Linked DNA regions of Gossypium hirsutum: all the other regions are linked to region 3. The links are chromatin contacts, called in public Hi-C maps. All regions are on one chromosome and are shown on one strand. The core of a region is the stretch at or near the end of the contact, and the rest is flanking DNA. Distances in the headings are between cores, read along the strand shown. Region 1 holds the start of LOC107908291 (probable ascorbate-specific transmembrane electron transporter 1). Region 2 holds the start of LOC107909959 (RNA demethylase ALKBH10B). Region 3 holds the start of LOC107909957 (putative clathrin assembly protein At1g25240).

Region 1 (3,175 bases), core at 593-3,092, 460 kb after region 3:
GGAAATGAAGTAATGATGGCACTATACAATCAATGGCCTTCATAAGTTGAATCTTTGAAATAGTGGGAGACCTGCATCAATCATACCCAACCCTTCTTTACTTTTTTATTTCCCCTAATAAAATTCTTTTTGTAAATTGTATAATACATTTAAAGAATGGTGACCTCAAAGATATAGAAAAATTGAAGACATATTACCGTATCTTTGAAGGGAAAGGAAATAAACAAGGAAGGAAGAGAGTGTAAAATTGTAATACATATAATGAAGCAATGGGGTTGGTCCTGAATTTAGAGGCAAGTGCATACAAAATGACATGGTTATAGAATCATGACTTGCCTTTTTCTTTTTTTTTTTTGTGAATAGTGGGATTTTCGTCGCTGAGTTATTTAGTACAGCTGCTAGCTTAGGTAGGGTGGAGTGGTGAGTATAGGGTTTGGTTTGCTGCAATGCAATGAATGAGGTTAGCAAACATTATTGCACAAGTGTTTTGTAGACCTAGGAAACTTTGTCAAAAGTTTCAATCCAACCATTTCCAAATCTGGTTCAAATTCAAGTGAAAAAAAAAAACCATGCTTTTGTGCTTTAGTTTTCAGTGCTTAATTATCCGTTGAACATATTGGCTGGAACTTCTTCGAGGCATTGTAACTTTGCAGACCCCGTTTTAGATATGATAATTTAAGATACAACCCAGATTTGATTTGCTACGGACAAATGAGCAATGAGAAGGAATATTAAGTGAAACTTTAGAATGACCCATTTTATGTGGGTTGGGGTTCACTTTGAGGCCTATGTCAAAATGGTTATTGGCTGGCAACAAGTATTACTAACGGCATTTTTTAGTCCTAATATAGATCCAAAATGGCTAAGAGCTTAGCATCAATCTTCTAGAGCCAGGCCTAGTTTGGCAATCACAACTTCCTGGGCTGCTGGGAGTTCGAGACTCAGGTTTTAAGCTTAGGTCGTGATATGGATCAATACAAGTTGATCAAGTTCTTGGTTATAAAAAAGAAGATGAAACATGTTTGACCCGTAATAACTTTTATACATATATTATTATAAAATAACATATATTACTCTATATAAATATAACTAGTCATTTTAAATGACTATAACTATAAAAAAAAAAACTCAATTAGCATTGCAACAACGTGCAGAATGTGAGTTTGATCTCACTTAAGATTTAAGGGTTTGGGAGGATTTATAGGTAAAAGAAAGCTTGTATAAAAAGAAAGATAGGTAATGAAAACTGGTATTATTATAATTATATATAAAAATTACAATATATGAGAAATAATCATATTACACCCTCATTAAAATTACATAAAAGAGTTATTTAAATATATTAGCAAAAAGTAAATACTAAGTAGTACAGTTATTATTACTTTTACATAAAAACTAGATATTATGGAATTATTTACAAACTTAAATTAATGTATTTTATTTTAATTTAAAATGCAAGAAATATTTGAAGAGTTTAGCTAATCGCACAAGTTGAGTTTTAGAAATGGACGAACTAAATCATTAGTAAAATTTATGATATGAACACCTTTGGCTTTTCTTATGGCTCCAAACGCTGCCTATTCTCCGCAATAACCCCAAACCACAAACAAACAATCGAATGCAAGCCTTACTAAGTTCTCTGCATGATTGGTAATTGAAACCATTAAGTCTCATACATACTTTAATTAGCCCCAATATTGTTCATGTTATTGGAGTTGTCACCATTGAATCAGCCGGCTGGACGGTTTGGTAGTATCTTCCCCAATCAAACCAAAAGCTCTCTTTGTTAATGGCTCAAATGATTTTATATAACACTACTGACTACTGAGTTCTCCATCTAGGTTCTGCAGATGCAATGGCGCCTAAGAGCAGAAGCTACCAAATTTCTGCAACCCCTGTTATAGTATTTGGACATTTGTTGTTTATAGCAGTGACAACCCTTGTGCTAGTTTGGCTTCTCAAGTTCCGGGAAGGCCTTGCTTTTGAATCTGCTAATAAGTTCAAGATTTTCAATGTGAGTTCATTTGCGTTGAGAATCCCTTCTCTTTCTTCAGAAACTGTTTCATATCTTTGTTTCTATATGATCTGTGGAGGACCTATTGTTCTTGCATGGATCAGTTTGCTTCTATGCCTACATTTTAATCTCTTTCAGCTCCCCCCCCCTCTCATTTGCAGCTTCATCCACTTCTAATGGTGATTGGATTCATATTAATGGCTGGAGAAGGTAAGTAGTAATTGTCAGTGGCTTTTCATGTATATTAACATAATTAATTCAAACATTATGTCTATGTTGCTCTACTCTTTCATTTTCTTGAATGTCTAATGCTCCGTACGATATATTTCCAGATTATATATTAGAGTATCATTGAATGAATTTTATTGAAATAAGGAAATCTGATTGAAAAGTGATGTGCATTATTGTTATGACTGAACATATATATAAAACAGCAATCATGGCATACAAGTCAACCCCAAGTAGAAGAGACATACAAGTGCAAAAGGCAGTCCACCTAACATTGCAAACCATTGCTCTTGGTTGTGGGATCTTTGGGATTGTTGTAATCTTCAAATTCCATAATGAGACCAACATGCCTGACATGGTTACCTTACATTCTTGGCTAGGCATGATTACCATATGCTTATTTGGTTTACAGGTACCTAAAATTTTAATCAATTTCTTTCTAATTCAGTTAGGAATTTAAAACAAAAACATCCCTATCTGGTATTGCAGTATTTGCTAGGATTCTTCTCGTATGTGTTCCCAGGTGCAGAATCATATTCAAGAGCAGCCTATCTGCCATGGCACACTTTTGGTGGCTTACTTATCTTCTTCTTAGCAATATGCACAGCTGAGATGGGGTTGCTTCAAAAGTTCCTTTCGTTATTCCTAATTCGCTCCCAAGAAGCTCTCATTGTCAACTTTATAGGATTGTTGCTTTTCCTATTTGCAGTTGCTGTTGCCCTCACTGTGGTTCTCCCCAGATATTAGTCATGGTTCTTTACTTTCAAATTATTGGACAATTTTATGAAGAAAATTCATGAAAATTCATTATTGCCGGGACTCAAAACTTTTTCCATTTTCTTTCTTCCTTTGTCATACCTAATAATCATTTTTGGATTTTAAAAAAATAATAACAATAATTCTTTTAACTTTTTTATTTTTCAAAGATAAAAA
Region 2 (3,123 bases), core at 505-3,004, 300 kb after region 3:
CCCATCTCTCAACCATCTCTCAAGTGGGTGTAGGTATGATTTTTTCTAGAACAGAAAGGAGTTGATGAGGTTTTTAACCTATGCCATTCAATTAACTTTTGGTTTATATTGAACATAAAAATAACTTATTATATCCAAGTACCACACACACATACACAAAACAGAGCACAGACTAGCTATTAAATGCATGCCTCTTATTTTGTTTTCACCCATCTCCCACTATGCCACTCTCAGATGTAAAAAGTACCTGCCTTTAATTTTATATAAATCCACTTGCAAACAAATGGTGCAACTTTCAATTAGGTAGGTATATACATATTAAGGTCAAAGCGGGAAATTGAGAATCTGATAGCAATTTCCAAATAAGAAAGCTTGTTTTAAACATTAAATAAACAATTTCTTGTTTGGGATAATATGTCTAATCCAAGAAAGAAACATGTATATGGCAACACCAAGCTTTTTAATCAAGGAAATAGTTGATAAGTCAACAAAATCAACACCCAAAATCCCATTTAGAAATACAACTTTCAATCATCCCAATCAGAAACCAAAAACCAAACATAAAAAGATACAGAATACAAGGTAACATTCACTGAAAAATTTAATGTTCACACAACGTAAATAAAAAAGATAAAGAAAGAAACATAAACCAAAAGTTACCTTTTATATCCTCCGAGACTACTGAAACTTTATCCTCCCCACCCGATTTATTGTCATCACGTTTCTCAGTCTTCATATCGTTTCTGTCTGAAATTGTGTTAACAGTCAAATTCGCATCATTATCCACGCCAGAATTCTGCATTTCTTTAGCCACCTCTAACCTATGCCCCTTAAACCCAAAGCCAGATCTTTTGTACTCTTTCCCCCCAAGTTTCCCTTGATCATAAGGCTTTTGTCTCCTTCTCCAGGAGACCTGTTGAAGCGCGTAGGAGACCTCAGCAACAGAAAAGTACTGCTGCATATGAAGCACGGGGTTCCAATTAGATCTCCTTTGTTGAATGCAAGCAATCACGGCTTCATACTCCCCTACTTCTCCAACCTCACGCAAATGTTGACAAAGAGAGTCAATCATAGCATTGGCGGCGGCGAATTCCCCTCGCAACCAATAGATGAAGCCATCACGCTCATCGGGGAACCATTGCCGAGGTTGGTGCTGGTGGATCTCACCTCCAGCAGCTCCACCTCCGCCGCCGCCAGCTCCTGCAGCTGGAGGAGCAGCGAACTGCATTTTATCAGATAAAACTACATTTCCCGATGGCATTGCCATTGAGAAAAACTCCCTAACCAATCGAGGAAAAAGAAATTTAAAATACCCCCAATTCAGATCTAACTAATTCAAATCCCAAAAATCCAACCAACACTAAAAATTAATTTAAAATAAGATAGAATTGAGTGAAAGAAAATTTAGCAATTGAGTTTTAATCTTCGATTCCAATTGGATCTAATAAAATATTTAGAATGAGAAAAAAAAGTAAGGAGAAAATGGTGGTCTAGTTTAGTCAGATCTGGAAGCTAAGTCTTTGGAATGCTCTTCTTTTGTTGTGTGATGGGCGTGTGAAGTTACAGTAAAAGAGAAGTGTGACGTGAAGATGGGGAGTGTCAATGCTCAATTTTTTTAAAATAAAACACATCTAGGGTTTGATTTTTTTCATTATTTTAAGTTGAAAAAGGAAAAACAAAACTAAAAAAATTGCTTCTTCGTTACGCATGTGGGTGGGCTTAAATAGAGTCCAAACTTTTTTTTATTTTTCAATGATTTATATGTATATTTTGAGATTTAAATAGAGTGGTTTAAGAACGTATACAATGTGCGAAGAAGCTGAATCACACATGCATAATCTTTTGTTTTTTTATTCATAATTCGCAAACTGAAGGATATTAAAATTTTATGGTTAAAGTTTATTTTGATGTTTTATATATAAAGAATTTTTTTATTTTAATTTTGTTGAATTACAATATCAGGGGTAAAACTCAAACGACTCAAACTCAAATCACATTCGAAATAGTGAACACCATTAACCATCAAGCAATAGTGTGATATTCAAAGTATGTATTTTCACTTAATTTTTAGATTTAACGGCGGAGGCAATCACTAAACTTTTTTAAAAATTAATTAAACCCCTAAAAAGCATTCATCCATTTAATGTATTAATTAATATAATAGAGTAGTGTGGAATACACTGATGAAATGAAAAATAAATGTTCCAAAAAAACAATTTGTTGTTAACGAATTTGGATAATCCCTCAACAACACAAATTACATTCATCTTATTTTACTAACATTTCAAAAATGATATGGTTTAAAAAGAACCCTAATCCATCATTGGATTATTGAGAAGAAATAAAGTGGAACATTTGTAGAATTCACACCTTCGATCAAAAGTCTGAAAAATGATCTCCACAGGATTTTCTAGGTTTCAAAGAAAAAGCAAAAATGTATCTAAATTTTGAATGATAATTTATTTTTTTCGGTACATGTTTGTAAAAAAAAAATCAACATTGATACTTAATGGAAACAATTTGAGGAAAGATTCATCCATGAAACCATGATCTTATGGAATATTTTTTATGATGTTACTTGAGATTTATTGATTTAGTATGTTTAACCATTGTCATAGATCATTATACGATTTATCCTATTCATTATACATTTTTTCATTATTTTTTATTTTGCAACTCATGCTTTGTAATAAGGTATAATGTAATCATATTTATTGCGGATATTAGTAACAAACACACGAATTCTAGAATTCACTTTCACCACGTGTAAGATTGATCTGTTGTAATTTGATATCTCAAATTAGGCTCCTCGACACTCTTAATGAGCTTATTCTCGAGTAATTTAATGTCTTTTTCATGGTTTTCATTTATTTTTTGTTCTTTAGCTTTAATATGTTCTTCAAGCATTTTATGCTTATTTTGTCCTATTTTGAGACCTAAATTGGCCAAGGGTGCCATTTGGACCCTAATGAGTGATTGAGTGTTGTAGGAGCATGTTGGTGATCCAAAATTGAATGGAAACCATGCCGCTAGCATAGGTATTGCGACATCGTTGTTTGAAGGGAACAAAAATGACATTAGAGGTAGTTTTTATCCACCTAAAGCACCAATAAAATAAAAGAC
Region 3 (3,180 bases), core at 295-2,794:
TTAAATCTGGTAGCTCATAAGGATTATAAACAGGTAAATTGTTAATGGGTACAAGAGGTAGTAGTAGATGATCTTTACCAGCATCATCTTCTGCTACTATTTTGGTTTCATTAGAGAAACCATACTGTTGTTCATCGTTTTCCTCGAAAACCACCCATTTGTCTGTAATTATCGTCCTCAAAGTTCCCCTTGTGTATTCTTCCACAACTGCTGTCATTTCCATTTGGTTCATTTCCTCGAAACCCTCCTTGTAATTGATCGTCTTCTCTGGAACTGAAACCCCATTCATTATCCTCTCAAGTTCTTCAACGTCTTCATCAGGGATCCGAGTAACGGTGGGGAGTTCGGTGGCGTTTAGGACGCCATATTCCTTGCAGAACTCGAAGAAGAGAGAAAGCTCTTCACTCTGTTTCATTGCCTTTTGAAGAACCCTAAGCGCCATTGCCGCTTCATGTTTGCTTACGGAATATATTTTCAACAAAATCTTGGCAATCTCGTTGCAGATTATACCGTAAACATCGTATATCTCAATGATCACACAATCCATGGCTTCCATAATCAGCCTAACCTTCATATTCTCCGCTCGAGGCCTAATTTGAAGCAACAAATCAAGCAAAGATTGCCATTTCTCCAATTTCAAAAGCTGTTGCACCAACAACAAACGCTCCTCGACTTTGTTGTTGTTGTTCTGATTATCTTGCTCTAAAAAAATGGCAGCTCTTTGATCTAGAAACGCAAAGTACTCACGGATGATACTATTGAAACCCCAGGTTTTGCTGGGCTTGGAATGTCCATCGCTGAAAGTGGAAAGATCAAAGGGTAAACGCTGCATCATTTGAACCACTGGTGCCTTACAATGGAAAATGCCATGCATGAGCATCAACCCTTTAATGGCCACCACCCAACTCCGAGTCTTCTCCATCCTCCTAGACAAGGCCCATATAAGAGGACCTAGGCTAACGGGCGACGCTCGAATCCACGAAAACACAACCTGCGCACTCCTTTTATCAATGTGTAATTCATCGTGACTTGTGGCCTTTATAATGGCAGCCTCAAGTTCAGGGTTCCTAAAGGAATTCCTTCTGGAAATATAGACCACCACTATGCTGTTCTTATCTTTGACAGCACCAACGGCCCTCTTCCATAGCTTCATGTTTCTTCGACCTCAACCCTCCGTCGCCCTTACAAAGCAGCGGGTTTGTCAGAGGTGGTCCTGAAGCCCCTCTTTTTGTTTTTGTTTTTTTCTTAATACAAAATTTTGCTTCAACAAACCCAAAACCGACGGCCTACGACTGGATAGAAAACTAAGCTGTGATTTAGCCATGTCTGCCTGTATTTGCCATTTGTTAGCATATATCTTCGGACAAGTTTATAGTTGTTTCTCTTTACGCATTTCTATTTTGGGAACAAATGGCTAATTTCATAGACTATGATTAGATGTTAAAAAATAAAAATAAAAATCACTTGCATGTGAATTATCTGGTTGGAACTTGCTAAACTCGGTGTTGTACAAAAAAAAAAAAAAGGAAGTTAAATTTCAACTGTGTATACATGAATTATGAAATTGGTGAAGTGGTGTTAAAAATGCTTACTTGACATAAGAAATTTTGAACAAACATGGATGATAATATAATGATGATCATACTAGAGTACATGTATATACATTGCAAACATACATTCAAGCATGTACACGTACATTCAAGCAAAAAAATCCAGTAATACTACTACTATCAATATTATCAGTACATGTAACACCACACAAAAACAAGTTAAACACAATTTTCAAACTGGTTTCTTCTTTTCTCCCTCTCCGCAATGGCAAATAACATCATTTCCATGCGAACACCCACAAAAGTCAGTCACCTGTCCGACTCCTACCAATTCACAATCCGTACACTAATCTATCCATACCCTTTCTTTCGTATATTCACAACACACGGTTCTGCTGCTATTAATCCAGTCTACACTTATTGCAACTATATGATCCTATCCTCTTCCTGTGATTGAACAAAAATTGTTTTAAGCGTGTGAACAACATTAACAGAAGAGGTTCAATGGCGTAGGCAAAACATACCACTTCTGGATTTCTAAACTTCAGCTATGTGGTGGAGACCCGAGCTCCGAATCACATACTGAAGTGTATGTAGATACTGTATCTTCCTTTGATATGGCCACAAAGTTTATAGGTGCTGTAGACAACCTTCTCATTTCCTTGAAGTAGCCATTTTGACGCCCCAAATATGAACGTGGTGTAAGTAGCTCGGGAGTTGCTCCACCCACCGAGTTCCGACGAGGTGTACTGGGAGTCATGGATCCATTTCCATTTGCTCGATAACCATTTGTCTTTCTGAAGCTGTTACTTTTCCTTGGACTAGGTTTTGACCCATAAATGGCTTCTCTCTCTGTCAGGAGCAGATCTTGAATCTTCTTTTGGTCCTGCAAAATGGAATAGAAAAGATATTGTTTTTATGCATGTATAAGTCGTAGAGATCAATGCACACATTCAATATATGGCCTGCTTGGAAATGCCATTCATCATATAAAAAGTCGCTTTAAGCAAGTTGAAAAGGAGATGAGAAAAGAAAGGAAAATGGACAAGGTACCAAAGGGCTAAAAGGTTCAGATAACTCGGCAATAATATTTGCAGAAGCAAAAAACATATTAAAATTACCCTGCATCTCTTCTTTTCCTCCTCTCTTTGTTTCCTTGTCAGCTTGTAGTCCTCCAGTATCGACACCAGTCGCTCCTATATGCATACAAGTATGTCATGTTTAGGAACAAGCTTATTCAGAAACAATTCCAAACGACAATGATTGTGCAAGTTTACAGAACTACTGACCCCATCATATAGAAACAATGCCCTTTTTTCTTCTTCCCAAGCTAACGTTCTGTTGATCAGATTATCCACAATTGCTGCAAAGGGTACCATTATTTAGCTCAACAATACAAACATATCCATCAGAGAGTTGGATGAATAAGAAGAGTAAATACCCGGAATTTTGGTTACTGTTATTCGAGCTTTTTCTGCACGCTTAAGGTTAATATGTGCACCTCTCCCTGCATTGTACCGGTTTTCATCCTGAGATTCAAAATGAAGTTAACAACTAATGAATTAAAATTTTATAGACAAGGTGAATCAGATGTATTTATTTTGACTCACGGAATAGTACACAAGCAATA

The links. Hi-C and Micro-C count contacts between places; a contact is called where the count stands out from the background.
Region 1: a Hi-C map of leaf shows a contact between it and region 3, with 3 times the contacts expected there. The contact joins the promoter of LOC107908291 here to the promoter of LOC107909957 in region 3. A contact is called at or near these places in 7 of 34 Hi-C or Micro-C datasets (callus, hypocotyl and leaf).
Region 2: a contact with region 3 is called in a Hi-C map of leaf, with 3 times the contacts expected there. The contact joins the promoter of LOC107909959 here to the promoter of LOC107909957 in region 3. A contact is called at or near these places in 10 of 34 Hi-C or Micro-C datasets (callus, hypocotyl, leaf and 1 more).

Annotation. Positions count from the first base shown.
Region 1 is chrD02:50,125,710-50,128,884 of Gossypium_hirsutum_v2.1, reverse strand. It overlaps LOC107908291 (probable ascorbate-specific transmembrane electron transporter 1), which reads left to right and starts at 1,842. Exons shown (of 4, transcript XM_016835509.2): 1 at 1,842-2,014; 2 at 2,176-2,224; 3 at 2,449-2,654; 4 at 2,732-3,175. The coding sequence starts at 1,856. The coding sequence ends at 2,989.
Region 2 is chrD02:50,283,594-50,286,716 of Gossypium_hirsutum_v2.1, reverse strand. LOC107909959 (RNA demethylase ALKBH10B) reads right to left here and starts at 1,754. Exons shown (of 8, transcript XM_016837676.2): 1 at 661-1,754. The coding sequence starts at 1,267.
Region 3 is chrD02:50,585,021-50,588,200 of Gossypium_hirsutum_v2.1, reverse strand. LOC107909957 (putative clathrin assembly protein At1g25240) reads right to left here and starts at 1,544. Exons shown (of 3, transcript XM_016837672.2): 1 at 79-1,544. The coding sequence starts at 1,153. It overlaps LOC107909955 (65-kDa microtubule-associated protein 6), which reads right to left. Exons shown (of 12, transcript XM_016837669.2): 8 at 2,992-3,079; 9 at 2,840-2,913; 10 at 2,672-2,746; 11 at 2,075-2,436; 12 at 1,698-1,997. The coding sequence ends at 2,095.